Regions from separate parts of the Mus musculus genome. Here all the other regions are linked to region 1. Evidence: chromatin contacts called from public HiChIP or PLAC-seq and promoter capture Hi-C data. All regions are on one chromosome and are shown on one strand. Each heading gives the region's core, a stretch centred on a gene start, on an enhancer-like site or on the middle of the called end of the contact. The rest is flanking DNA. Distances are from core to core; before and after follow the strand shown. Region 1 holds the start of Pafah1b3 (platelet-activating factor acetylhydrolase, isoform 1b, subunit 3). Region 2 holds the start of Dmac2 (distal membrane arm assembly complex 2). Region 3 holds the start of Atp1a3 (ATPase, Na+/K+ transporting, alpha 3 polypeptide). Region 4 holds the start of Axl (AXL receptor tyrosine kinase). Region 5 overlaps Tgfb1 (transforming growth factor, beta 1).

What was found. Promoter capture Hi-C pulls out the DNA fragments that hold promoters and counts their contacts. HiChIP or PLAC-seq counts read pairs in DNA pulled down with a chosen protein or histone mark. Capture Hi-C pulls out chosen DNA fragments and counts their contacts.
Region 2: a contact with region 1 is called in a promoter capture Hi-C map of liver. The contact joins the promoter of Dmac2 here to the promoter of Pafah1b3 in region 1. A contact is called at or near these places in 11 of 39 promoter capture datasets (the C10 cell line, the HPC-7 cell line, cranial neural crest and 7 more), 2 of 484 Hi-C or Micro-C datasets (embryonic stem cells and nephron progenitors), 4 of 115 datasets of contacts at active chromatin or transcription factors (bone marrow-derived macrophages, pancreatic cancer cells and stem cell-derived neural progenitor cells) and 4 of 9 other capture datasets (adipose tissue, liver, macrophages and 1 more).
Region 3: an H3K4me3 HiChIP or PLAC-seq map of embryonic forebrain shows a contact between it and region 1, with 2.2 times the contacts expected there. The contact joins the promoter of Atp1a3 here to the promoter of Pafah1b3 in region 1. A contact is called at or near these places in 1 of 39 promoter capture datasets (neural stem cells), 1 of 484 Hi-C or Micro-C datasets (embryonic stem cells), 5 of 115 datasets of contacts at active chromatin or transcription factors (bone marrow-derived macrophages, embryonic forebrain, embryonic stem cells and 2 more) and 4 of 9 other capture datasets (adipose tissue, liver, macrophages and 1 more).
Region 4: a FOXA1 HiChIP or PLAC-seq map of pancreatic cancer cells shows a contact between it and region 1. The contact joins the promoter of Axl here to the promoter of Pafah1b3 in region 1. A contact is called at or near these places in 1 of 39 promoter capture datasets (cranial neural crest), 1 of 484 Hi-C or Micro-C datasets (Sertoli cells) and 1 of 115 datasets of contacts at active chromatin or transcription factors (pancreatic cancer cells).
Region 5: a promoter capture Hi-C map of pre-B cells shows a contact between it and region 1, with 2.9 times the contacts expected there. The contact joins the enhancer-like site here to the promoter of Pafah1b3 in region 1. A contact is called at or near these places in 5 of 39 promoter capture datasets (the C10 cell line, cranial neural crest, liver and 2 more), 1 of 115 datasets of contacts at active chromatin or transcription factors (pancreatic cancer cells) and 2 of 9 other capture datasets (adipose tissue and liver).

What each region holds. Positions count from the first base shown.
Region 1 is chr7:25,296,277-25,301,431 of GRCm38.p6, reverse strand. Pafah1b3 (platelet-activating factor acetylhydrolase, isoform 1b, subunit 3) reads left to right here and starts at 3,446. Exons shown (of 5, transcript NM_001357350.1): 1 at 3,446-4,060; 2 at 4,257-4,346; 3 at 4,995-5,111. The coding sequence starts at 3,980. It overlaps Prr19 (proline rich 19), which reads right to left and starts at 73. Exons shown (of 3, transcript NM_001081294.1): 1 at 1-73.
Region 2 is chr7:25,616,551-25,622,013 of GRCm38.p6, reverse strand. Dmac2 (distal membrane arm assembly complex 2) reads right to left here and starts at 2,600. Exons shown (of 6, transcript NM_001290487.1): 1 at 2,554-2,600; 2 at 922-1,118. The coding sequence starts at 2,571. It overlaps Gm38969 (a long non-coding RNA gene), which reads left to right and starts at 2,353. Exons shown (of 2, transcript XR_881901.3): 1 at 2,353-2,579; 2 at 3,029-3,346.
Region 3 is chr7:25,001,965-25,007,701 of GRCm38.p6, reverse strand. It overlaps Atp1a3 (ATPase, Na+/K+ transporting, alpha 3 polypeptide), which reads left to right and starts at 1,765. Exons shown (of 23, transcript NM_001290469.1): 1 at 1,765-1,947. The coding sequence starts at 1,942.
Region 4 is chr7:25,787,086-25,792,092 of GRCm38.p6, reverse strand. Axl (AXL receptor tyrosine kinase) reads left to right here and starts at 3,360. Exons shown (of 20, transcript NM_009465.4): 1 at 3,360-3,678; 2 at 4,577-4,802. The coding sequence starts at 3,615.
Region 5 is chr7:25,703,712-25,709,377 of GRCm38.p6, reverse strand. Tgfb1 (transforming growth factor, beta 1) reads right to left here. Exons shown (of 7, transcript NM_011577.2): 6 at 5,100-5,253; 7 at 4,301-4,594. The coding sequence ends at 4,436. Among named protein-coding and RNA genes, the nearest start is that of Ccdc97, 12 kb to the left of the region's middle. Within about 2 kb of position 3,362, at least 143 of the 459 cell types and tissues checked have an H3K27ac peak or open chromatin away from gene starts, as enhancers often do. A contact at or near this core is called in adipose tissue, pancreatic cancer cells and pre-B cells, where this site is marked.

The sequences.
Region 1 (5,155 bases), core at 2,197-4,696:
TGTGGAGAGCGGTGGCTTCTTTTCTGTAGAGACCCCCAAGCCTCGAAGCTGTTCGAGCACTTCCGGGCCTCGAGTGAGTGCGTGTTAAGCCAGTAAGCACACCTCACGCATGCGCTCCCCTTGCCACGCCCCTTGCCCAGGGAGAAGCACGAGGCACCAAGATTGACAGTTATGGCCCCGCCCAGCCCTGTCCAGAGTCCGCCCCTCTCCTCACTGGATTGGCTTCGAGGGTTTCTAGGCCCGCCCGCCTTACACAATGCTGATTGGCTAAGGCTGCTGGCTGACCACTTGACTGGTCCCAGTGGAAGGTGCTAGGTTCCATGCACACAAAGATGGCCTTTGGAGGCATTCCTGAAGCAGCATTTTTTGAGCCCTGTGACTTTAGAAAACTTTGTAACTGCCCAGAGCCTATGTCCTAATTTGTGAAACCAGTTGGAAGTAGGACTCTCCCCGATATGGTTCATAGAAGGATGGAATGAACCAACATACATATGAATGAATGCTTGCGAGGTTTGATTCTTTCGCTTGCTTCAGAATTTTCTCTCTCCCCAACTCCTTTCTCTGCACATGTCCCTCACACCTTCAGCTCACTCAGGATAGTCTGGAACTATTCTCTTGCCTTTACTTCTCAAATGCTGGAATTACAGGTGTGTGGCCCCCAAACTTTCAAGTCAAACTAAACTACCCTAGTGTATATCCCTGTCCAAATGTTAGTAATGTTATGACCTGTGTCTTTTCTTTGTGCTTCCCAGTCCTTAGAAGCTCCCAAACCGTGTCCATACACTGTTTCAGGAAACCACCTCTGGGTCATAAAACAGTGAGGGGATGCCATGAAAATGTTGGTACTAGTAAAAGGTTTCTGAAAGTACAACAGAATCAAACTAATAAATCTAAGGTGCTCATCAACTTTGCATCTCAAAATTTGTGGTGGCAGGGCCTTTAATCCCAGCACTCACTCCGAAGGGGGAGTTCTGTGAGTTCAAGACCAGCCTGGTCTACATAGACTTATATCCAGAACAGGCAAGACAACTCCATAGACCTTGTCTCAAAAGAAAAAAACAAAACAAAAACAAACAAACAAACAAACAAACAAAAAATGAAATAATTTCATGGCAGCTTTGGTCATTTGAAGTGCACACAGCATCATGCTACGCCATGCCAGTGACCACTGCCTCAGAGTCTGTTCAGAGACAATATATTAGGAATTCCAAGATTTTGGCTGTATATAAAAAGTTTATCCTGCCAGATGGTGGTGGCACATTCCTTTAATCTCAGCATTCAGTAGAGAGAGAGAGGCAGGTGGCTCTCTGTGAGTTCAAGGTCAGCCTGATCTACAGAATAAACTCTAGGACAGCCAGGGCTACACAAAGAAAAAACAAACAAACAAACAAAATAAGTACACCTAGCTTATTAGTATGCAAATGTGCTTTTGTTTTTAATAAATGGTAAAATTATATCTGCACAAAAGAATTGTTCTAAGTCCTTTTCTTTATAGTAGTATCAGGGAATATTAGATGTAAATATACCCATATTATACACCCATAAGCCCAGGGTAATATAAAAACTATTCAGTCTAGCATCTGGAGAGACAGCTCCCTGGTTAAGGGACTGAGTTCAGTTCTTGCATCCACACAGGGCCGCTCACAGTTGCCTTTGACTCCAGCTTTAGGAGATCTGACACCCGGTTCTGACTTCTGCAGTCACCTGCCTTCAAATGCACATATAATCTTACAAAGATATAAACACACACACACACACACACACACACACACTCAAATTCACACACAACCACACACTCACACACAGCTTTCTTGGGCTGGAATGGTTGAGCACACCTTTATTGCCATCACTAGGGTAGATTTGGCTAGTCTGGTCTACACAATGAGTTCTGGGTAGCCTAAGCTACATAGTAAGACCTCCTATTTAGAAAGAAAAAAATCAAAACCAAAAACTTTCTCAGGCAAAAGTGGGGCTCAAGTAGAAAAAGTTGAGGAAGCCCTGTTCACCATGGTAGAGGCTGGAGGATGGTGAGTTTAAAGTCATCTCATACATGAGACCGTACCTCCAAACAAGCACACAGGAAAGAAGTTCTGTTCTAGAGAAACACAAAGCCTCAGAGTCCCGGGCCTTTCTCAGTCATGTCTGAGTCTCTCTCTCCAACACATGGATGGAGATAGCCAGGATCTGACCATTAATGTAACTAATATCATTCTGCAAGCACTGCACTTGTTTAGTAATAACTTCATGCCAGGTCCAGATTAGGGAAAGAGATTGAGACAGAATGTGAACACAATAAATAAAACTCTTCACTACTTTAGTATCAAGCCAACAAGAAGGAATGGATAGGTTTGAAAGTTCAGTCGCTAGGTGGGGCTGCCAGAAAACAACTAGGCCATTTAGGGGTGAGGGAGACCCTGGGCATCTGAGAAAACACTGCGATTTGGGGTTTAGTTTGAGCCAGGGAAAGAAAGAAGATGATAGAAAGTGGCCTTGGCTACAGACATGGGATTTGGAGTCCAGAGCCACCCACCTGAAGTTGATGATGGAACTTTGTATCTAGAGAGAGGAACAGAGGCCTAGGAGGTGCAAGGTGATCTGCAGGACGGATGCCAAGTTGGACCTGGGCTGGGCCTTGCAGCCATCTCCAATTTCTGATCTTTCTGCACCTCTTTCACATAGATCTGATGGTGCCTCTGAGGCATGAAGATATGCATTTGAGATTTTATACCACTAAAAAACTAATGTTGAAGCTGGGTCTAGTGGCACATACCTATAATACCACCACTCTACAGGCCAGCTTGGTCTACAAAGCAAGTCCAGGACAGCCAGGGAGGGCTCTGTCATACAGAAAAACCCTACCTTAAAAACCCTACCTTAAAAAAGACACACACACACACACACACACACACACACACACACGTATATACATATACATAACAAATAAATAATAAATAACAATAACAAAGCCTTAGTGTTGGGCTTGGCCTGGTGGCACACAGCTTTAATCTTAGCACTCAGGAGTCAGAGGTAGGTAGATCTCTGTGAATTCAAGGCCTGCCTGCTGTTTATAGCAAGTTCCATGAGAGCTAAAGTTACAGAGTGAAATCTCATCTCAAAAGAAAACAGAAAGTTTTAAATAGGGAAGTCCCCTCAAAGCCACTCTGGTGCTGCCTCCACCAGCTTCACTTCTTTTTGTTTTTGTTTTCAAGACGGGAGTTTCTCTGTGTAGCCTTGGCTGTCCTAGAACTCTGTTGACCAGCCTGTCCTCGAACTAGTACATCCACCTGTCTCTGGCTCCCTCCAGTGCTGGGATTAAAGGCGTGTGCCACCACCGCCCAGTTTGGCTAGCTTCCTTTCAAATCCCTACACCAGTAAGAAATGGGAGCGTCCCTTCCCAGGTGTCTAAGAGCCACCCCCTCCGCGGATCTAGGAATGAGCTCGTCCACTCCCTCTCCTATGTGAATGGGTTACACACACACACACACACCCCCGTAGGTGGTCTCTTCCGGAGTTTTCTGGCCCTGCAGCAAATGATTTCCTCCTCGGACGGAGGGCGCTAGATTGTCCCTGGTCCCTGTCGGCTTTACAGGTACCCTGCCCCTTTCCGTCCACTCTGGGTTGTGTCTCTCTTGTCTGCGCCCCCTCTTCCCCTGCCACGAGTGCCGCTTGGTCTCGCCTGCCCCTCCCCCCTGCGTTGGGCCCCCGTGGCCGCAAGGGGTCCCGGCGGGAAGCGGCAGACGAGCCCACTTTGCGGCCTCCATCGGGGGAGGGGAGCGAGGATTCCTTCCTACGTGACGGTTTCTAGTCTGCGAAAGGAGGCGGCGTCTGGGCTCGGCCTTCGCCCTACGCGCGAGCGAGCGCGGCAGGACGGTCCATTGTGTTGGCCCGAGAGGTAGGGGTGGGCGTGGCGGATCCACGTCCTCGCGGAGCTTTCCCGGGCGGACTCCACTCTCATCCCCAGGGGGCTGCGGTGCTGAGGATGAGTGGGGAAGGGGAGAACCCGGCCAGCAAGCCCACGCCTGTGCAAGACGTGCAGGGTGACGGGCGCTGGATGTCTCTGGTGAGTGACCGCGCGTGGTCCCCAGGGTTAGGGGCTTGGGGGGCGTGTATGTCTATAGAACTGCTTCGTGACATCCTCCTCCTCACCTAGGTGGGCAGCCTGGTTTGGGTTGTTTGGGGTTGTTCCGCCTGAGGCAGCGGGGTGGGGCGGGGCCTGGAGCGTGCGTGCCTTTGACTCTTTCTGGCTTTCTCTGCAGCACCATCGGTTTGTAGCGGACAGCAAAGACAAGGAACCCGAAGTAGTCTTTATCGGGGACTCCTTGGTTCAGCTAATGCACCAATGTGAGGTGAGGGTCCACCCGTTTCCTCCTTCCTCATCCAGGCATGCACCCTCACTGGCACTTCAAGCCCAGAACCTGATAAGACAAGATAAGGGGTACAGAAATGCCCGTGGTAGCAGGAATCTAAGAACCCCATGTACATGTCTGCTGAGAATGAAGTGTGTGCCCTGAGTTTGTCGGGTTGGGTTTGTCTCTGTCGAGTTAAATTGAGGCGTTCCTTCAAGATTGTGTCAGGTGAGGGCTTTTCATTGTTTGTTTAAGGTGGGGCACAGCCCCTGTTGGGTTTACTCGAAGTTGTAATAGCTTTACAGAAAGTGAAGGTTGATTGTAATGGTATTCTGCAAAGACTTTATCAGTAATAAAGTCCCTAAGACGTTTAGCTACAATGGCTTTCCCCCCCACCCCACAATGAGGTTCAGTTGTATTGCCATTAGCTCTGTGTATACTTAAAGCAGACAGGATCTTCATAAAATGAACGTAACTTCTGTGAATTTTGGTTAAAGTGAAGCAGTAATAAGTTCCATGATTCCGGATTTGGTCAAGCTGAGATTTAACCGGACCTTGTCCATAAAGTAAGGCTAATCCATAATGATATGTCCATAATGGCCTGGACAGAGGGTGGTGGCTAGTGTCTACGTCATTTCTTGACCCCAGATCTGGCGGGAGCTCTTCTCACCTCTGCATGCACTTAACTTTGGCATTGGTGGTGACAGCACACAGCATGTACTCTGGCGGCTTGAGAACGGGGAGCTGGAGCACATCCGGCCCAAGGTAAGGAGGCCTGGGTGGTGGGCTAGCCGCTTTTTTGCCTGCTT
Region 2 (5,463 bases), core at 1,351-3,850, 320 kb before region 1:
GGAGCCTGAGGCCAGCTGGCCCGAGCTATGTGACAGCCTCTCTTGAAAACAAAACAAACAATGTTGAGGCTAGAGATGGCTCCACTCCGCAGTAAAGCCCTCCTCCCTGCCCCCTGCACACGTTGCTTCCCAGCTGACACCATAAATGACTGCAGTGGCAGGAATCGGAGCAGCTCCCATGGGCTCATCTTTGAGTGCTTGGTTCCCCCCTTGGTAGAACTGTTTGGAAAGATTAACAGGTGTGGCTTTGTTGGAGGAAGTGTGTCACTGGGGTAGGGGCTTCGAGATTTTAAAGGACCATGCCAGGCCCAGTCTCACACTTTCCTCTCTGGGATCTCAGCTACTGCTCTAGTGCCATGCCAGCTTAAGGCCATCTCCCACCACGATGCTCATGTAACCTTCTGAAACTGTAGGCAGGCCGCCATTTAAATGATTTCTTTTCAAAGCTGCCTTGGCCATGTTGTCTTCTCACAGCAATAGAACAGTGGCTAAGACACTAACCTTAAAATGAAAGGAATGAGCAGGCAGGCCACACAGTGAAGTGTTGGAAACCTGGGGGCTGACCCTGGGAATCCTCTAGCATTGACAAACTAGATGTGAAGGCAGAGAAAAGACAAAGAAAACACCTTAAAATTCACCCTTAGCAACTGGGTGGCCAGGGGCACCTACTCTGTGGATGGGGACAGCTTGAGAGTAAGGTTTCTTTTAAATGGGAGACATGAGAGATCTGAGTTGTAGCTGAGTGTGTCTGAGAGGCCAGCTTGACCCCCAAGCACAGCTGGTGGTGGAAGTGCCTATATAATGAGTCTTAGAGGAGGGATGGGCCAGCGATGAAGGCGTGAGCTTGTCATGCTGGCAGTGGAAGCCACAGCCCGGCGGAACTGGGGCTCTGGCTGGGAGGTCTGGCCAGCAGGGTCTCACCGATTCTCCCTGTTGACTTTTGAGATCTGTTTCTGGAGCAAGTACTCTCTCAGAGTCTGGATGTCCTGGAAATGATCTGAGAGGAACTGCAACAGCGTTCTTTTCTTCTCCCGACTGCTGTCCGGGGTCACCAACTCACTCATGCCATGGATGCGCCTGGCTCTGCCATTCCATTCTCGGGCGCCCAGGTGCAGGACCTGGAGAAGGGGAGAGGGAAAGGACTGAGGTTGAACGTGGAGCTGGGTTCCACCCCTAACTCTTACAGCATGGCCTACCTTGAATCTCAGCCTGTGCTTCCTGAGTCTTTTAAATCCTTCTGATACCACTCCCGCCCTAATATGGGGGTGTAGCTCAGGACTAGAGTCTCTGTTTAATATTCATAAGGCACCGTGGTCAGTCCCCAGCATGTCCACGTCCTCAATCCTTAACCTTTGGGATTCAAAACATTTCTCCAAAGTCTTCCATTTAACCAACCATAAATTCATTCTTGAATGCAGCCAGTCTTGGTTTTCTCAGGTTCTTCTAATTTCCCACCAAGTCCTTATTTTTTTTTCCCAAACTACCATTATACTTTCATTTCTCACCAGTTCACTCCTGGGGGTTGGGGTGGTGGTGGTGGAATACGTACGTGCATAGTGTGCATTCAAATGTGTAGGTGTCCTTGCACGAATGTGCCCATGTATGGAGGCCAGCTGTCTTCCTCAATTGCCCCTGGCTTTATAGATCAAGGCAGGGTCTCTCACTTGTACCTGCAGCACCCCAACTCAGGTAGCCCAGCCAGTGGGTTTGCTTGAGGAATCAACTGTCTTTACCTCCAGAGTGCTGGGATTCCAGGTGAGCAGACATGCCCCGCTTCTACCAACTCTGGCCTTCATGCCTCAAGCACATGTGCTTCAATAATGAACCATTTCCCCAGCCCAAATTTTACCCAGTTCTCCCTAGGATTTTGCCAAATGGCTGATTTCTTTGCCATCCTGTCCACGTAACCTTCACCTTTACAGGTAGCGCTGGAAATGGAACCCACGGCAATGAGTACCAACAAAATACTCTACTACTAAATACATTCTCCAGGTTAACGAAGCTCTAGGAATCCCCCTCAGGTTCTTCCTCGGACCTCCAAATTAACTTCCTGGCTCCCGCCTGCACACCCTGTTCTTTGATTTTTGTTTGTTTCCTATTAAGGTTTAGTTATTTATTTACAGGCAGGATTTTACGTTGCCCTGCCTGCCCTCCAACTTGATACACAAAAGGATAACCTTGAACTCCTGATCCTGCTGCCTCCACCTCCCAAATACTGGGATTACAAGATCCTTAAATTCCCCCCAGGAATTTCGCGCAAAAGCATCATTAGTTCTACATCACCTCCAAACCCTTATCCCGTCCTTTCCCCCCAGGAAGAGCTGTCCTACTCCGCTGATTGGCTAAGCCACCCTCATCCCATTGGTTTCTCTATCAAGCGACTCGAGACTCTCTGTGGCCCTCGGCAGCCCCAGACGGCGTCTCCCGAGCGAGGTCCGGCAGGAGACGCTCTGTTTCCGCAGACTTTTGTTTCCCAGGAGGCTGAGAGAGGTCTCGAGAACCGAGCTACAAAGTGAACCATAGTTCCGGGACGCGGACGCTGCGGTCACCTACCGCTCTGGGCGCCGCCATCTTGCCAGGTAACGTAAACAGAAGAGGCAGGACGTTCCCTCCTAACACGTGGTTCAGACACCAAGGGCCACGCGTGTGGCCACGCCCCCTTCTGTTTTAGCCCGCCTTTTAAAGGCGCGCGTGCGGAGGAGACGGTCTTTCCTGTAAAGGATCTACTCCTCCCACTCCACCCCACCCCCGAGTGCGGTCGCAATTCTCTTGCGTTCATTGGTTTTTCAGTTTACACCCGATATCTCTACAGCAGAATCAGTACGACTGATTATGATTTTTTATTTATTGTTATTGTGCGTATACACGCGTGACATTCCGCGGCGCAGGTGTAGAGATGAGCCGAGTCTGGGTCCAGGAAGCGAACTGAGATCCACTGGCTTGCACAGCAAGCACCTTTACCCACGGAGCTACTTTGCTACCCTATTATTAGGTTTTTAAATTTTATTTTCTCTGTGTGTGCATGTAGCTCTACACCACGTGTGTTCAATGCCTTGGAGACCAGACGAGGACGCTGGATCCCTGGAATTGGAGTTGGCAGCCCCCGTGTGTGTGTGCTGAGAATTGAACCCAGATCTTCTGAAGGAGTAGTCAGTGCTCTTAACTGCCACTGAGACGTCTCTCCTCAGCGATGAGGTAGAGGCAGATTAGACTTGAGTATAAGAGACTATCTTTAGTTTGGAGTTCACATCTATACTTATTAAGAGAGTTATTACTTTTACATAAAGTCTCTCATGTATGGTATATTTGCCATGAACTTTTTTCAATTAAAAGCGTATATTTATCATTAATGTGTGTATGTGTTTTATGTATATGAGTGCAGGCACACTTGTGCTGTGGACAGAAGTTTATGAGGTGCTGGGGACTAAACCTCAGACCTCCTTCATGCTAGGCTAGCTCTTTACCAACTGAGCCACATCCACAGCCCTCAGTGTGAACTCTTGGTGGATTCTCTTCATTCATTCATTCATTCATGTTTGCTGAGCACTCGCAGTGGGTGCTGGGGTCGCACTAACAGCCCTTTTCTTAGGTAGTCATCATTCTAGGTAGAAAGACAATAGGTAAGAAATGAACACAAAATTAAAACTAGTGTTTGATAAAAAAAAGTAGGTAAAAACGGGCAATATATTAGGGTGTGGCGGGGTATAGGGCAGCAGTGAAGGTCTGTAGAGCAGGTGCATTTAACTGCAATGAGTGACAGGAGAGTCACCTACCCCAAGGCTTGGATAAAGGTGTTCAGGCAGAGGTAACAGCCTGTACAAAAAGCCTGAGGTCTTTGTCAGCTTGCAGAGAGGTGGAGACTTGACCAGAGTTGGGCAGTAGTGCTGGCTGCCTGGCTGCCCAGCAGGGGTTCATTCTAGTCACAGAGGGAGAGAGGACTTTCAGAGTCTGATTGACTTGTTGCAAATGTAACATGTTACATGAAGGATGATTCTGAGAGGACAGAGGTGGCCTTGAGACCAGCAAAGCGACTACTGCATAGTAGAGGTGAATGAATGAGGGGTGGGTGGCCGAGGTGAGGGCTGCTACAGACAAAAGCCTGAGAAACCAAAAGGGGCCACTCATGGAAATGGAGAAGCAGGGAGCGGTGGGTGTGTCGAGACCGAACAGCCCCCAACCACAGATGTCCTTGGGCTGTAATCCTTAGAGTCTGTATGTAGCTGTTACTTTCCTGTTGCTGTGATAAAATGCTGTGACTCAAGGCAACCTACAGAAGGGAGGTTGTTTTGGCTTGCAGTTCCAGAGGGCTAAGCGGCCATCATAGTGGGCACAAATCGTAGCAAACAGCAGGGATGGTGTCAGGAACAAGAAGCAGAGAGCTTCCATCTTCAGCTGAAGCCAGAGGCAGAGAAAGCAAACTGAAATGACTGGGCCTTAAACTCCCAAAGCTCACCTCCAACGAGGTCCTTCCTCCACTGAGGGTCCCCCTAAACCTCCCCAGTCCACCACCGACCACCCAACTGTCTGAGCCTATGGGGGACATTTTCCTTCAAACCACCACATTCTATTACTTTAAGAAGCCTTTACCTTCTCCTCCCCTCCGCTCTGAGCCCCACCCCCTTTCCTATATTGCTTTATAGTTCAGAGCTGGGATCATAGATGTGTACCTCAAGGCCAAGCTTAAGGCTCCTTTTTTTTTTTTTTTTTTTTTTTTTTTTTTTTTTGCAGGAAGGGTTCAAGACAGGGTATTTCTGTGTAGCTCTGGCTATTCTGGAATTCATTCCATAGACGAGGCTGGTCTCGAACTCCGAGATCCACCTGCCTCTCTGCCTCCCCAGTGCTGGGATTAAAGGCGTGTGACAACACCAGCTGGCCAGTTTAAGGACCTTGAGATGGGGTGTTATCATAGGTGACCGGGTAATGAATCAGGTGGGTCTCATCAGAAGGATGGCCAGTGGAGTCAGCAGGAGTCAGGATGCCGGACTCAAAAGTTTGGAGTGACACAGGAAAGCAGGAAGTTTCCAGAAGCTCAGGAGAGGAGAGCGTGGATTCTTTCCTAGAGTTTCCAGAAGCAGCCACGCCCAGTGTACCTACTTTATGCCTCAGAGTAGCAAGAGAATTATCTTCTCTCCTTGCAGTGCTAGGGACGGAAGTGTGATTGAAGTGTGTGTGTGTGTGTGTGTGTGTGTGTGTGTGTGTGTAGGTCAGAGGACAACTTGTAAGAGTAAGTTTTCTCCTTTCATCCTGTGGGTCCTGGGGCTTGAACTCAGATTATTAGTCTTGGTAGCAAGCACCTTTAACCTTTGATGCACCCCTTGCATTGCTATAAGATGCCCAGCTTATGGTGACTTGTTTCCACATCAACGGAAAATGGGTTTAGTGGGGTGGGTCCAAAGTGGGAGTTCTGTGCTTACCACACAGATGTCAAGATATGAGCCTTGCAGAATTGGAGTCTGGGCTCAG
Region 3 (5,737 bases), core at 516-3,015, 290 kb after region 1:
AATGTGGTACTATCTCTATTCCTGCCCAAGGCCATCACTCTGTGTCTCTGTGTCCCTCCTTTCCCATGTCCCCTTGAGGTCAGGATCATCTTACTCCTCAAACCCCTTTTTGAGCAAGGTCTCACCATGTATTTCCTGGTTGTCTTGGTGCTTTCTGTGAAGACCTGGCTGGCCTTGAACTCATAAAGATCTGCCATAAAGACTGCTTTTCTGAGTGCTGGGATTAAAGGCATGTTCCACCATGGCCATCAGATCCTTAATCTTAGCATGCACCAAACCCTGCATAGTCAACTCACTCCCTGCTCCTGGCCAGAGTTCTCGTTCCCCACCCCTGTCTTCTACCAGCATCCCCAGAGAGAGTCTAAAATGTTCCCATGAGCAAAATGTTGTCAAGGTGGGCATGGGAGACTGACTCCTCAGGCTCGGATGAGGAGGATAATGGGTGCTGTGTGTGAGAGGCAGGCCTGAGAGCATGGACAAGCAGGAGGCGGGACACAAGCGCATCCTTTTATACACACGGGGATGTGGGTGTGGTGTGTGGGTAGGAGCATTGGGATATGTTTGAAGGTGCAACAAACTCCTGCATCATGACAGCGCAGTAATGTAGGATGTGTGAGATGGTCTCTCGTGGCTGAGTTCTGAATGACTCTGTTATGTGTGAGTGTGTGCACTTTTTTGCCTGTCATTCACAGCAGTTATCTGGCCTGTTTGTACAGCAAGCCTTTTCTCATGCCCCAAACACACCGGGGTATGTGCAAGTGTGTTTGATGGTATTGTATGTTTGTGCGCCAGTGGCCACAGAGGCCTCTGTGAGTGTCTGGAGGAAATGTGGGTCTTATGCTTGCGCAATGGTGCTAAGTGAAGCAATCTCTTGGCTCTCTGTGTGAGATGGTGCAAGGTCAGCTGTGGTGCAGTGTGTGATGGGAGTCTGTGAGGTGGTGTTCTGAGGGCGTGGGCTCTCCACAGCACTTCCGCATCGTGACTGGGTTTCTCTTGTGGTGTGATGGGTGTGAGCTCTTTATAGATTCTCCTTTGGCTGGTTTTTGAGCCTCTGGTTGAAAGATCATGGTGGTGGTGGTGGTGGTGGTGGTGTGTGTGTGGTGTGACTGGGATGTGGTTGAGAGCCTTTGGTGGTACACGTGGAGGTGATGGTGGTACCTGCATGGTGGGGGCATTTCCAGGCCCCCTGGTATGTTCTTGTGGCTTTGTGTCTCCTTTGTGCTGTGTGTGGTGATGCATCTTTGGTAGTTCAGTCATGGGGACACAGTGCAGAGGATATTAGGACCCCCTCCCACCTCCGCAACACCCCTCCACATGTCTCCCCATCAGGCATTATCTTCTTCCTGAACAGTGTCAAACATAGACTCCTGGGGTCCCTTCTACATACTGCAAGATGGTGGCACTCTGGGGCCCTGCATTACTGCAATTCACTGGGCCTTTCCTCCCACCCTGTATCTACCCCACTCCCAGAAGGAGGCAGATTCCAGGGTGCCTCACCCTCAAAGCCTCGGTCCCTAAGATACCTCCCTATATTGAGGGGGGGTCTCTGAGTCCCCACCCTGGGGATGTCCGGGATCACCCCCCCCCCCCGCACTGTGCTCAGCTTCTCAGTGGCCGCCACTTTGCAGAAACAAGGTTGGAGCGGTGAGGGGGGGAAGGGGGAGTACAGCTGCAGTACTGGGGGCCGGGCCGCAAGCTGTCCGTCTGCTCAGTACTGCTCCTGATTGGCCGGAGCCGCCTCCCCCCGCGGGCGCGGGCATATGAGGAGGCGGAGGCCCCGGCCGCCGCAGCCTCTGTGCGGTGGGACCCACGGACCGACAGACGCACGCTCCCACCGCGGCGCGGGCGCTGCAGAGGCCCCCAGCCCGAGCCCGCGCCTGAGCCCATCCTGCGGCCACCGCTCATCAGTCTGAACGCCGCTCTTCCCGCGGAGCCGCCAAGATGGGGGTAGGTGCAGGGGTCGGCTGGACTCTGTGTGCGTGACATCGTGTCCAGTGACTTTGGCTGTGTGCCGGAGTTGGGGTCTCCTGCCCTCCTGAGCCCTGGGGCCGAGTCTGCGGGGACCCGGGAGCCGGCTGACCTGACTAGTTTGTGTGGCTGGGAAAGTGGGCTATTGAGTCGAAGGGGGAATCTGTGGCGCATGTTGGAGGCTTTGTCCACGGGGGGGCGGAGGGCTGGCCCTTAGCATCTCGGTTTGACCTTGTGCGGTTGCTCGTGTGCCCCTTGCATGAGTGTGGCGGCACGAGTGCAAATGCTTGAGGGCGAATGTGTGTGCGCGTGCTTCCGGCTTAATTAATGCAGCCCTAACAGGGTCTGCAGCCATCTGTGCACCCCCTCCCATCTCAAAGCCCGCTACCTGTCTGGGTGTGTCTGAGAGCTATGCCAGTGTTTAGGGGTCATCAAGACCCCATCCCCTCCCCTGGTTCAATGGAGACAGATACAGGTTATGAGTTAGACATAAGATGACCTCTCTTTCTCCTTGCAGACCTGGATAAGGGTGATCTGCAGTGACAGACCTGGGGCTGCAGAGGTTTCGCAGCCCCTAATCTGGGGGGGGGGGGGCGCGTACAGACATGAGGGCTGGGAAGAGGGGGAGGAGCAGGAGATGGCTGGCAGACAAGTGCCTGGCTGAGGGTGTGCAAGCACAGCCGTGTGGTGGGGGTGGGGGGAGCTCGCATGCCTGCTATGTCCTTGCCTCCGTGTCCGTGTGTCCTTCTCTGTCTGTGCATCTCTCCAGCAGATGCAGCCTCCTTCCTTGACCGACCACTTGACCCCTGCAGCAGCTCTGGATTCCTCCCTGTGTGTCTGGGGTGGGGCTTGGGGAGGGCTGTCAGAGAAGGAAGTGGATGGATTGGGGGGACCCCTCCCCGGGTAAAGAGAAAGGGGTCAGCATGGGGAGCCAAAGGGAACATGAACGGTGGGGAGAAAGATGGCGGATGAAGGGCCTACGGATGAAGATGGGGGATGGAACTGCAGATCTGTGGGCTGGGTGGGTGAGGGGGGATGGGAGGGAGGGCTAGATGGGGGAGGGTTAGGAGAGAAAGGGGGAAGTGAGAGTCAGTGATGGCTTTCAGGTAAGTGGAATGAAGTGGGGGGGGTACGGATGGTTGGGAGAGAAGAGAGGGCGCAGGGCTTTGGGAAAGGGGGGTCTTAGAGAAATGGGGATGGGAAGGGAAGGAAATGATTTAGATGTGAGAGAGACAGACAAGGCAGAAACAGAAAGAGACATTGAAAACCAAAAAAAAAAAAAGGGACAAGACATCGAGACAAAGAGAGAGACAGACGTGGAAAGACACAGAGAGACCAAAGGAGAAACTGAAAGAAACCAACCAACCAACCAAACAAACAAACAAATAAAAAATACACTTGAGTAGTGGAAAGAAGAGGCAGAGGTTAGACCGGGAGGTCAAGGTAGGCCTTGGTCAAGGTTTTAGAAAAGACAGTGGCAGGTACCCCGAGATGGGGGTGGGGAGGGCAGAGGCTGCGTGAGCCATGCAGGTTTCAAGGAGGTGGACGGACGCCGTGGAAAATGGCTAGGAGCTGCAGTGGCAGGCTGCAATGAGGCAGACAGAGCCCCCACCCCTAGAGGTGCTCCCACCCTGCAGTGTGCCCATCTGAGCTTCCTGTCTTTCCTGGGAACGCCTCAGTTCCTCATGCCAACAGATGGAAGCCACCCTAGGGGAATCTGCTCATGGCAAGGGCAAGAAGAAGCTGAGGCTTGGTCCCTGGGGACATGGATGCGACTGTCCTCCCAGGGGACTGGACTCCCAGTCTTCCCTTCTCAGATATGAGGGTTCAGGCCTTCAACCCATTCCCTCAGACTCAGGAGGCCAGGCCCAGCATCCTCCCTCACACCTAGGAGTCCAGGCCCCAGACCTTCTGTGTCGGAGCCAGAAGTTGAGCCCTCTATTTCTCATAAAGACCCACACTGCAGCTCCCAGTGATTTGGGGACAGGGCAGCTGATTCCCCTGCCACCCGGCTCACTTCTCCCCTTGACCTCAAGACTGGCTGTTTTCACATCCCTCCACATGTCTGCCTCATCTGCGGGGGCTGACACAACGCCCTGCAGCCCATACGTGCCTCCTTGTCTGAGACGCAGTATTGCTGCAGGGCTGGCCTGGAGCCAAGCTCCCAGCTCCCCGGTGCACTCTTCCTTGGTGGTCCCAGGCTTCCAGGGCTACAGCCCTTCTCTAGGTTCCGAAGGCAGCTCTGGGTCTGGGGGCAGACAGCAGGCAAGTCTGGTTGCTACAAGGTCACGAGGAGATTAGCGCTGAGCTGCACTGAGCCTCCGATCCCAGCTTGGCCCTGGGCCTGCAGGATCTGTCAGCATCCCTTTGCCTCAGCCCACCTCTCCTGCCAGCCTCGGACACCACGCTCCCCACCTGCCCAGGCCACCAAATAAGAATTCAGTTCAGACCTAAGGCTTTTTTTTCTTGCTCTTCCATACCCCAAATCTACCCCCTCCCAATTCCTACTTATTCCTCGAGGGCAGAGCATGCCCATGCCCGTTCAAGACTGTCTGCAGTACACAGCTGTCTGCAGGAGAGAAGTCAGGTTCATATCTTGTCCATGGAGTCTCTTGGGAATGACTACTTACATGTGGCACACTGCCTCCCATGGGAGAGCCTTTGTCCCATGTCATTTGGAGTGCCCTCTCCTCTCATGATTTGCCTGGCTCTGTGTGTGTGTGTGTGTGTGTGTGTGTGTGTGTGTGTGTGTGTGGTCTCCCAAGATCGTCTGAGTCCTTTGAGACATCCACAGTCTCAGGTCAAACAAAGAGCTGGGGAGACAGGCAGTGACCTCCACGGAGACCTTGTGCTGGAAAAGCAGGTACCAAAGGCAGGAAGAGAGAAATAAGTAGAGCAGGGAGAGACAGACTCACAGACACAGAGCTGGGCATCCTGACAGACAGACATTTAAGAGGCAGGAGAAAGAAGGACATCAGGAATTTGAGACTAGCTTGTTCTACATAGTGAGACACCTGCTGGAGATGATAGATAGATAGATAGATAGATAGATAGATAGATAGATAGATAGATAGATAGATAGTCAGATAGACAGACAGATAGACAGACAGATAGATAGACAGAATATTCTAAGAGAGAAGACTCTAGAGTGAGACAGATACATAGAGGGAGGGAGAGAGGAAGATTCCAGAATGAGATAGGAGCAGAGACAGACAGACAGACAGAGAAAGATCTAGAGTGACAGACAACCCAGAGAAGAGAGGTGAGAACTAGACAGTGACCTCAGGAAATACTCTCAAGAGATGACAACTGCAACACCCAGACAGAGCAAATCAACAGCCAACACAGGCCCTCAGAGATGATCTGCAATCCCAGCAGACTCTGGGAAAGAGAGGAGCCCAGAGGCTCGGGGATGGGAAGAGCCAGGGACTAAAAAGAGACGAGGCAGGCTCATACTCAAAGACAGCATCAAAGGAGGGGAGAGAGGGAGGAGAAGAGCTGCCTAGATGAGGCACAGCTAGGCGAGGGGGCAGGGGTAGAAAGAGACAGAGATGAGCTGGCAAGTTAGAAATACAGATCAAAAGAGGAGAGTTGGCCACAAAATCTGGAAAGTTCAAGAGGCCCAAGAAGAAGACAAAGGATACATAGAATGCTAGGAGGGCAGCTCAGTGGGCAGCGTACCTGCCTGCCTGCCTGCCTGCCTGCCTGCCTTACACAGAGCTCTGGGTTCTGTCAGTCAGTCACTAGCACTGTGTAAACAGTGCATGGT
Region 4 (5,007 bases), core at 2,111-4,610, 490 kb before region 1:
GTCTTTGTATTTTATAAGCTCCCCTGCAATGTTACATTTCTACATACAGGTGAGGAATTTTATTTCCTAAGCGGATTTTTGTAAAGTGTCCTCCTATTTTAAATCTTTTGAGATATTCCAAATATTCTTCCCAATTATTTTATAGCTTCTATTAAATAATTGGTTTGTGACTAACCTAGAGTAAATGTGGCCTTTGGTCTTTGTACTGGTTAGAAACATTAAATACATATTTTGCATTCTTAAAAAAGATTTTATTTATTTAATGTATGTAAGTGCACTGTAGCTGTCTTCAGACACGCCAGATCCCATTACAGATGGTTGTGAGCCACCATGTGGTTGCTGGGAATTGAACTCAGGACCTCTGGAAGAGCAGCCAGTGCTCTTAACTGCTGAGCCACCTCTCCAGCCTCCTTGGATCTACTTTTAACTTTGCTGCGCTGTTACCTTCTGTAGGGCCCATTGGTCTCTGATGCCCAAGGTGTTTCTGAGCAGCCTTTCCGGCGGCCGCTTTCCCTACATTTCAGATGATGTTCCCTCTGCAGCTCTAAATCTGATCCATCTCTCTCCACGCTCCCCCCAACCCCGTGATTCACAGTGATCCTGAAAGTCTGCGTTTCCTCCTTTCCCCTGTGTCCTAGCCCCACCAACTCTAAGGGTCCCACCCTGCCTCCCTTTGCCCAGCCATTAGTCACTGGCATCTTTATTGATCAATCAAAAACTAACTTTAGTGTTTGCACAAACAAGCACATTCCCTGTCAAATCAAAGCATTAGGCCCGATCTCCAACACCCACCAAACATCATGCATCCTCCACCCAAGTCTGCCGCAGCCAGCCCAAGTCTGTGGAGTCCCAACAAAAGCAGATCAACTATGCAACGTAAGGCAGACCAATACCTGAGTGCTGTTAGCAAAGAATCCTTCATCACGTGTCCCTTCACACACTTGCTTTAGCAGAACATCCTCTCTCCTGTGTGTGTCTCTCAGCGAAACATTCCTTCATGAGTCTACCTTAGCCTTTCACACCTATGTCTGCTTTAATGAAACGTCCCTTCATGTGTTTGCCCCAGCAAAATATCATCCAACCGACTTTCCAAAGAACCCTAAAGTTTCCACTTCACCCCAGAGATGCCTTTTTTTCTTCTTATCTACAGTATGGCAAGGCCTTTTCTAAGGGTTGCAGCAATATCTGCGATATCCCCCAGGCTGTCCTCCCAGCGTCCACCAGCAGAAAGGAGAGACAGGCAGGAAACAGAATTGTGCAATAACTCCATAATGACAATAAACGGGGCCTGCTGCCAATGAAAAGCACCGGGTAAGCTGGGTGTGGTGGTGCTTGCCTGTCACCCAGCACTCTCTGGAGGGCAAAGCACGTAGGACTGAGAGTTCAAGACCACCCTTGGTGATATAGTGAGACCATCTCAGAAAAAGGCGGTGCTGAGAGGGAGCCGTATATTGAAGGAGTAGAGCTAGGTTAGACAGGAGGGGGCTGGAAAGGATGCAAAAGAAAAGGGAGGAGAGGTGGGGCTGAGGGAGGTGTAGGAGCTTGGGACAAAGTGCCACAGAAAGCTGTTCCACAGCCTGTGAGGGAGCTGTTTCGGGTGAGAAAATGAAAACTGACCAGGGAGGTGAGGACACGCTCAGGTGGCAATGAGGGGTGCTTGTAAGAAGCCCGTGGCTTTATCCTAAAGGCTGAAGCAGAAGATGGGATACAGCTAGGTGGTATCGGAGAGGGAAGGAAGGGAGAAGGAAAGGATCAGATGGGATGTGGGATAAGAAACACCCTGTGGCTGCTAAAAGGGAAACGTGATGGAAGAAGCAATCGGGCCACTGAAGGAGCAAATTATAGCTGGGATCCAGGAGGGAAAGGGCAAGGCTAGACCAGGGTGAGACTCTAAAGAGGCAGCCACATAGGAGAGAGGTTTGTAAGGCTGAGCTCTCCCTGGGATTCCATGCAACCAATCCACACTGAGCGTTCAGGAGGACCCCAGGGCTCAGACTAGGTGGCAGGTTAGATGCCGGGGCTGCCACATCACTGAATCAAGATACAAACAGGATGGTGGTTATGGTTAGGACCGAGAGCGAGCAGCTGAGAGGCTTGGAGTTGATCATCAGAGAAGTGGGGAGTCTAGAGGACAGACATGGGGGGGAGGGCTGTCTCAGAAACATCCTCCTAGATCCCAACCAAGAGATGGATTGGAGGCAGGGGGATGGAAGGAGGAGTGGTGGATATGGAGAAGGGCAAAGGGAGAGAGAGAGAGAGAGATGCCAGGAGGTGACATGGGATTCTGTGGTGATCAAAAGCAGCTCAATGATTTGATCAAGAAGCAGCCTGACTAATGAAGAAGAGAACTGGGTACTAGGAGGCCATCTGAGCATGCCCTCTATGGCAAACACCTAGAGGCATAGAAGCAGACATGCAGCAGAGGCTTAATACTGGCTCCGGATCTGCCAGGGCTGGATACAAGAATCCTGAGGCAGAGGAACAACCAGCATGGGTAGCAAAAATCCCGGGCACCTCGTCATCTGGGCCACCCTGTGCAAGAAACTGCATGCACTTTGACCTAGATCATTCTCGCACTAGCCTGCTGCATTAGCAGGGGCTGTCCTCGTCCCCATCTTAAAGCTAGACACACTGAGGTACAGGAAGACAGGCATTTGCCCATTGCCCAAAGTCATGTGGCTGGGCTAGAGCTGGGGTTGTCACTTCAGTCTGCTGCCACCTCTGGATTCCTGTTTCTGTGTTCAAGTGGGCTTCGGTGGGTTTGAGTGTTGATGTGCCCTCAGTGAGTACCCTGATCCCCCATATGCCAGTCCCGCAGTGACCTTCCATTTGTAAGACTTCTCCCCAGGCAAGCTCCTGACCCGGCTCATCTGAGGGTATCTGTGGGCAGGCAGCATGCCATTGCATGTCTCTACCTGTCCCAGCTTCTGTGTCAATGCAGAGAGAGAGAGAGAGAGAGAGAGAGAGAGAGAGAGAGAGAGAGAGAGAGAGAGAGAGAGAGAGAGTCCTTGTTCAAGCTGCGAGTGTGAGGGGAATTGGAGGAGGCCTGGCAGGCTGGGCTGAGGGTGGGGGCCCAGAAAGGGGGGCTGGGGGGCGTCTTGGGCTGAGAGGAGTGGAAATTCTACAGGAATGTTTACCAGACCCTGAGAGTTCAGGGGGACACAGCGCCCATCCTCCTAACTCACCAGCCCAGGATCGGCCTCAGCCACCATGAGCCACCAAGGTCTCCTTCCTCCTCCCCAGCCTCTCTCCAAGGCGCCCAGGCTCCTTTAAGACAAGGCAGATCCCGTACTCTTCACTCCTAGTTAACCCCTCCAAGTCCCAGTGGCCCCAAGGCTGGGGCCCTAGTGGGCGGAGGCAGAGGGGGAGCCAGGGGCGGGGAAAGAAGTCTGGGAGTGAGAGAATGAGGCAGGGTAGCCGGGAAGGCGGCTAGCTGCGGAGGAGTTGAGCCAGCCGAGGGGCTCCCGCTGTGCCAGGCGGGCAGTGCCAAATCCCAGGAGCCCAGGGGTGGGGGGAGGGCCGGGGACAACCCGGCCCTGCCCCCTTTCCTAGCGAGGTGCCCATCAACTTCGGAAGAAAGTTTGGCATCAATCTGAGCTGTTGGTGTCTGGAGGATGGGCAGGGTCCCGCTGGCCTGGTGGTTGGCGCTGTGCTGCTGGGGGTGTGCAGCCCATAAGGGTGAGTGATGGGGTCTCACTGAGGCAGAGACGCCGGCTGATGCGATCCAGGGCAGGGGCAGTGAGGAGGTGGGGGCTGGCTGGCAGGTGTTATGGGTACTGGGCTGGCTTAGGGAGTTTCCTTGGGACGACAGAGTGCTGGCCTGGGCGCGCGCGGGGGGGGGGGCGGGGGGGGCGGCAGAAAGACACAGACTCAAAGAGCCTGGAGTTAGGGAAAGCAACTCAGAGAGGAATAGAAGGACAAGAAACAGTAACCGGGAGGACCAAAAGATGGACTGGGCAGAAAGACAGACAGGAGGAGTTGAGGGAGGGCTGGGGGGTTGAGGAATCTGTGTCCTGAGGAGAGGGACAGAGCTAGAGGGTCCAGATTACAGAAAGGGCTCTTTCCCCAACAAACACAGAGGAAGACTAGAGAAGGAGGGTTTGGGAGTCCTGGGCCCCCTTTGTCACTGCTGTCCCCCTCCACTTGTTCTTGCCCTGCTGGAGTGCTCTCTCTCTCTCTCTCTCTCTCTCTCTCTCTCTCTCTCCCCTCCCCTCCCCTCCCCTCCCCTCCCCTTTCCTTTCCTTCTCTGCTCCGTTTTCTTTTCCTCTATCTCCCAGTCCAGACTGTGAAGTCTCTAGAGACCAGAATGGCAAGGACCGGCCCTGCCAGGCAGTCCAGGGCGTGGGAGGCTGCCAGATCCCAGGCCTTCTTCCTAACAGACTGGACATGAGATGGAAGCCGGACCTCAATCCCCTGGGAAGACTCCTATCCTCTCCCATGCCTCCACCCCACCCCCCTCTGAGGTCACTCTACAACTATGTGGGGTCCTGGCAACCATGGGCAGATAGGGAAGGTGGACCAGAGGAGCAGCGAGCTGCGGGTTTCCTAACCATGCTCCTTACCATCTCCCTGACAGACACACAGACCGAGGCTGGCAGCCCGTTTGTGGGGAACCCAGGGAATATCACAGGTGCCAGAGGACTCACGGGGACACTTCGGTGTGAGCTCCAGGTTCAGGGGGAACCCCCTGAGGTGGTGTGGCTTCGAGATGGACAGATCCTAGAACTGGCTGATAACACCCAGACCCAGGTGCCTCTGGGCGAAGACTGGCAAGATGAATGGAAAGTTGTCAGTCAGCTCAGGTGTGGCACCTGTCACTGACCAGGGAGCTCCATACACACAGCCCTTCCGCACCAAGCCACTGGGCAGCCCCTCCACCTGGGTTGGGAATCTCCACCTGACCACTTACTGGGCACGTGGCTCTGAGCTTGTGATATGACCTCTGGGTTTCGTTTTCCTCTTCTGTAAAAATGAGTTAAAAATAGGACCTACTTCAGCCTCCTATAA
Region 5 (5,666 bases), core at 2,113-4,612, 410 kb before region 1:
CAAGTTCTAGCCAGATGTGGTGGCCCACACCTTTAATCCCAGCACTAGGGAGGCAGAGGCAGGCAGATTTCTGAGTCCGAGGCCAGCCTGGTCTACAGAGTGAGTTCCAGGACAGCCAGGGCTACACAGAGAAACCCTGTCTCTATAAAACAAAAAAACAAAACAAAAAAAGAGTTCAAGTTCAAAGCCATCCTGGGGTATATGTGACCCTGGGGCTAAAGAAGTGACTGTTAAGAGTGACTGTTCCCTAGCATACCTGAGGCCACCCTGGTTCCGATTTCAGCCCCGCAGGAGTGATGTCTCAGCAGGTAAGAGGGGTTACAGCTCTTCCAGAGGACCTGAGTTTGGTTCTTAGTGCCCACGTCTTGTAAGCCATCACCTGTCACTCCAGCTTAAAGGGAATCTGCCCACCCTGACCTCCACTGGGACCAGCACTCACATACATCATTAAAAACATTAAACTAAATACTTAAAAAGCACACACATAGCTCACAAATCACCCACCCGCAAGGCACACAAACACTGGTAACTACCATACATGTGCATCAAAAACAGCTGAGGTAAGAAACAAAACACACACCACCTTTCAAAAATAAATAAAAACTCACAGACCCACAAAAATGTATAAAACACCTCAGTTTCAGGTAAAACCAACACTAACTGCAAAAATTTATACCCAGGGGACCTGTGAAGATTCTACAGGAGAAAACAAATTAGACTCAAAACTCATCCCAGATATGCAACCCGCTGGTATAGCAAACAGGGCTAGCGGGAACCCACAGAAAGAGCTCCAGCTTGCCCAGGCGAAATGTGAAGCGGCAGACACTCAGCAGAAATGTGGCACTGCTAGCCACAAACACAGAGCTGAACACACACCCCAAACTGACAAAGCCAGGCAGGCCAAAAGCCCTCAGGGATCAGTGGGGGTGGGTTGAGGGGAAGAACGGGCTGCTCTGAACACCTAGAAGGTCACACTGGAAACAAAACACATTGGTACTGTGTGCGCCTGGAGATTAGGCTTCAGGGGAAATTTTGTTCCTGCCTCTCCCACCCTACCCACCCTCGCTCACCCAGCAGGTCCAGGACGGGACAGGAAGGCCTGTGCAGGCCTCCTTGGCTGCTTCCTGCCCTGGAAGTTGGACGGGAAGCTAGGGCTCCAGGCGGAACCCAGACTCCCTCCCACAAGTTCCCCCGTGCCCCAGCTGCCTAACCCTGTATCCTGTCTGTCCTGTGTGAGGTAGATGCTGGTGGGTAGGAGGGATGTGTCCTGTGCTGGGTCAGGCCACCCATCGAGCCCAAGTGCCAGGGCAGCAGAGATGCTGAGCCTGCAATTTACCCTCCCCCAGGCCTGCCAGCAACCAGGCCTGCCTAGGAGCAACAGGCAGGTGGGTGGGCTATGTCACCAGTGGGCAGGACATGGGGCACAGCCAGCAGTTGTCATATCCGCAGGCTCTGGGAATGAAGGCCTGGTATAAGGGCTCGGCAATCCTGGGGGTGTGTCTGGGTGCGTGGGAGCTACTAGTCTGGGATCCTGGGTGTGACTGTGTCTGGGTCTGTGGGGCCACTTGGGACTCCCCAGGCAAGTGGGTGTGTGTGAAGAGTGTCAGACAGTAGCTGTGACCTACTGGTAGTCTGGCTGGGACTGTGACGTGTATGAAACCCCGGCGTGTGTGGTATGAGTGGGTTTGCAGCGGGTCACGCAATGACCATGACCCCGTGGAGGATGTTTGTGTAACTGCCGGGGGGAGTAGTCTGTTTCCCAGCTGGGCTCTGATGCTGTGATGTGTGTCTGGTGTGTTTGACACTGTGAATCTGTCTGGCATGTGGTGCAAGCTTGGCCCTATAATGTATATTTATGTGATGGCCTTTTCTATCAAACTTTCTACTTGTGTCATGTCCTGTGAGGGCCCAGGGCTGGACTGTTTATAGTCTGTATGTGTGGTCTGTGTCGACTGCCAGGTGTCAGAATCTATGTCACTAGTCTTGAGAGGTGAATGTGTTGGTGTAGTTGTGGGACCCTGTCCATACTTTGGCTTCTGCTGGGGGTAGTGGGGCTATTCAGCAATCCTTGAATGACTACAATCCTGATTGTGTTCTTGCTTGCGTGTTTGTGTATCTGCCAGGCCAGAGCTAGTGGCAATGACAAATGTTCTTGTCCTGCCCCAAACCCCAACCTGTTCCTCAGAGGCTCTCAGCCCCTGATGGGACGAGACTAGGAGGCCTCTGACCCACTCTTCCAGGCTCAGTGCTGTCAACCTCAAACCAAAGGAACTCTGCCCTCAGTCACCCTGCCTCCCTCCCTCCCTCCCTCCCAGACACTCCCTGAGTGGAAAGCAAGTTTAGGAGCCCTGGGGGCCTGAGAAAGGCAGAGGGTAGGGGAAGTGAAACACAGGAGAAAGGAGGAAACGGGCTTGAGAAAGAGGAAGCAGGAGAGAATTCACAAGCTCCCCCCAGCAGATGGGAAGAGATGAAACACAGGACTCGCTAGGCTCAGGCAGCCGGTCTTTCTTGCCTGGGTAACTTATCTTCCTGAGGACACATGCATGCATATACGCTCATGCATGTGCACTCTCTCTCTCTCTCTCTCTCTCTCTCTCTCTCTCAACCCCAGGAAGGGAGGAGGCAGGGTGACTGAGGACAGAGTTCCTCACCATTCACTTAACTCGCAGTGATTTACCAGAAATGGAGGCCTCGGATACAGCTTTTTAGCTCATCTGGTAAGGCTATGTGTCCCCCAAGTTCTTTTGGGGTCCCATACTCCTGATCAAGATATGATCAAGAAAGCAGTCTTAGATCCATGTGCAGATGCTAAACTAACTAAGTTCTGTGGATTTAGGAAGTAACCACCTTCCGTGTGTGTAAATACTTCCTCCTGTAAAGAGCACACGATCCCCCAAAAAGGATAAGCAAGCTTTTGGAGAGAGTGGGAAGGACTGAGGGGTTTTCCATATACTTAGCTCTGCTTGGCTGGGGGCTATGTAGATCAGGCTGGCTTTGAACTTGTGGTGATGATACTCCTGCCTCTGCCTCCTGTTCAAATTACAGGCAGCCTGTTCAGACCACACCCATCTTCACAGGTTTTCCAGAAGGACCAGGTGATATTGCTGGCCCTGCATACGAGGCTGCAGAAACAGTACATGGCTCCAAACAGTATGTGGAGGAAGCAGCGAGTGTGGCCGTGAGCCAGCGGGACTTATTTACAGAAACAGGCTGCAGGCTGCAGGCTGCAGGAGGCTTGGGGCCAACCTTGGCCAGCCCCTGCTCTGTCAGGCTGTGGGAAGAAAGCTGTGATCAAGGACAGCCACACACCTGACATGTAGGAGAGTTGTCATTCCCTGGCTTGTGCTGACTTGGATCTGACTCAGCGCCCAACACCCTTCCCTTAGACTCTTCCAGTCACGTTGCTCTCTTTCCTCACACAGTGGCACACCCCAAGATGGCTGTCACTTGTCACTTCCGGTCTTCCAAGAATCTCTCTCTCTCTCTCTCTCTCTCTCACACACACACACACACACACACACACACACACTCCCTGATTCCACTTCCTTCTTGTGGCTCCCCCTCCCCCTAGGCTCCTTTCACCCAGTGACATAGTCAGCACCAACACCAACTACTGATTTGGTGTTTTGGTATTTTGGAGACCGTTTCTTCTATGTGTAGTCCTGTGTATCCAGAACTTGCTCTGTAAACCAGGCTGGCCTCAAACTCAGAGACCAATCTGCTACAGCCTCCTGAGTGCTGGTCTTAAAGGCCTGTGCCACCACATTCTGTGAATTGGGGGTTTTTTGGGATAGGGTCTAATGTAACCCGGAAGCCCCAGAGTTCCTTATCTAACCCTTGCCTTCCCACTGCAGGCATTTCAGTACCACACACTCAACTCTGAACCAGTAGCCTGGTTATATCTGAGCTAGCCTGAGCTATATCTATCTGCCTGCCTCAGTCTCCTGAATGCAGGGACTTGTCACATGGGGCCACCACAACCCACTGTATCAGCACTTTTTGCTCTTCCATATACTCATCATCCAAGAAATGAATTCATCCCAGCAGGAATTCAGGCTCTCCCGGATTGCCTCGTGGATGCTCAGAGGTATAAAGCACTGTGAACGGTGCCTAAAGAGATGATACCTGAGTCTAATAGGGTTTTCCCTGGGCCTCAGCGTCGCCCCCTGGAATTCTGGGATCAAAGCCGGCGTTCCTTAGGGAGTGCTGGAGGCGATTGCACAGAAAGGGACAAGATGTGGTAGGGGCGTCAGCTAAGAGGGAGACGCAATCCGGCGGCCAATGACACGGAGACCACCAGTCCTCTGTCACCTTTAATGGGCCCCCCAGGTGGGCTTGAGGGGGGGTGCAGGTGTCCTTAAATACAGCCCCGGGCGCTGCGGGCGGGGCGGGGGCGGGGCCGGGCCTGCCGGGAGGGGCGGGGCGGGGCGGGGCTTCAGCTGCACTTGCAGGAGCGCACAATCATGTTGGACAACTGCTCCACCTTGGGCTTGCGACCCACGTAGTAGACGATGGGCAGTGGCTCCAAAGCCTGCGGCACGCAGCACGGTGACGCCGAAGCGCCCGGGTTGTGTTGGTTGTAGAGGGCAAGGACCTGCGGGTGGGCCGGGGTCACTGCCAGAGTACAGGGGCTCCCCCTATCTCTCTCCCCACCAGGATCTCTACATTTCTGTCTCTTATCTCTGAGCCTCCTCAACTTCCATCTCTGTTTCCCTATCTCTCCCAGTCTATTTCTATATATGTCTCTCCCTATTGTTCTCTGTCCCTCATCTGTCCCCATCTCGGCCTCTCTCTCTCTCTCTCTTCCTCTCTCTCTCTCTCTCTTCATCCTATCTCCTCTTCCTGTCTGCCTCAGTCACTTACTCTCCCATCTCCAATTCTCCCCACCTCCTTTTCTGTATCTCTCCACATCACTAGCTCTCTTGCCTTTCTCACCCAATCTGTTTCTTTCCATCTCTCCAGCTCTGCTCTGCACCCCCCCCCTGCTCTTCTCCGTTTCTCTGTCACCCTATCCCGCTGACTCCCCACTGCTCTAAGCTTCCCATTCTCTCCCTACCACCCCAGCCTCTGCTCCAGCCTGTCCCATGAGCCAGACCCACCTTGCTGTACTGTGTGTCCAGGCTCCAAATATAGGGGCAGGGTCCCAGACAGAAGTTGGCATGGTAGCCCTTGGGCTCGTGGATCCACTTCCAACCCAGGTCCTTCCTAAAGTCAATGTACAGCTGCCGCACACAGCAGTTCTTCTCTGTGGAGCTGCAGGCAGGAGGAACAAAGGTCAGAAGCAGGGACAACCCTGCAGCCCGCTCCAGCCCTCGGCTGCCCTCAGCCTCCTGTCCAGCTCAGGCTCTCCAGGACGCCTGTGATGACAATAGTGACACTACAACCATCCAGGCTGCCAGTGAAGCACCTCCCACTGGGCAGGCACTTGAGAGCCAGTGCAGGGCTAGCAACAGTCCCATGAGCACTCTCGGGGAGGACGTAATAAGTCCTGTCACATCCCCACAGAACACACAGGAGTAATTCACAGTCCAACATGTGCCTGCACGTCCTATTTGTAGGACACATATTTACCAAACCTCTACTGAATATGGGGCTAGGGCCGGTGCTCCTGAATGGCACAAACAGGACAGATGGAAGCCTTTGGAGGCCATAGCTACTCACTCCTT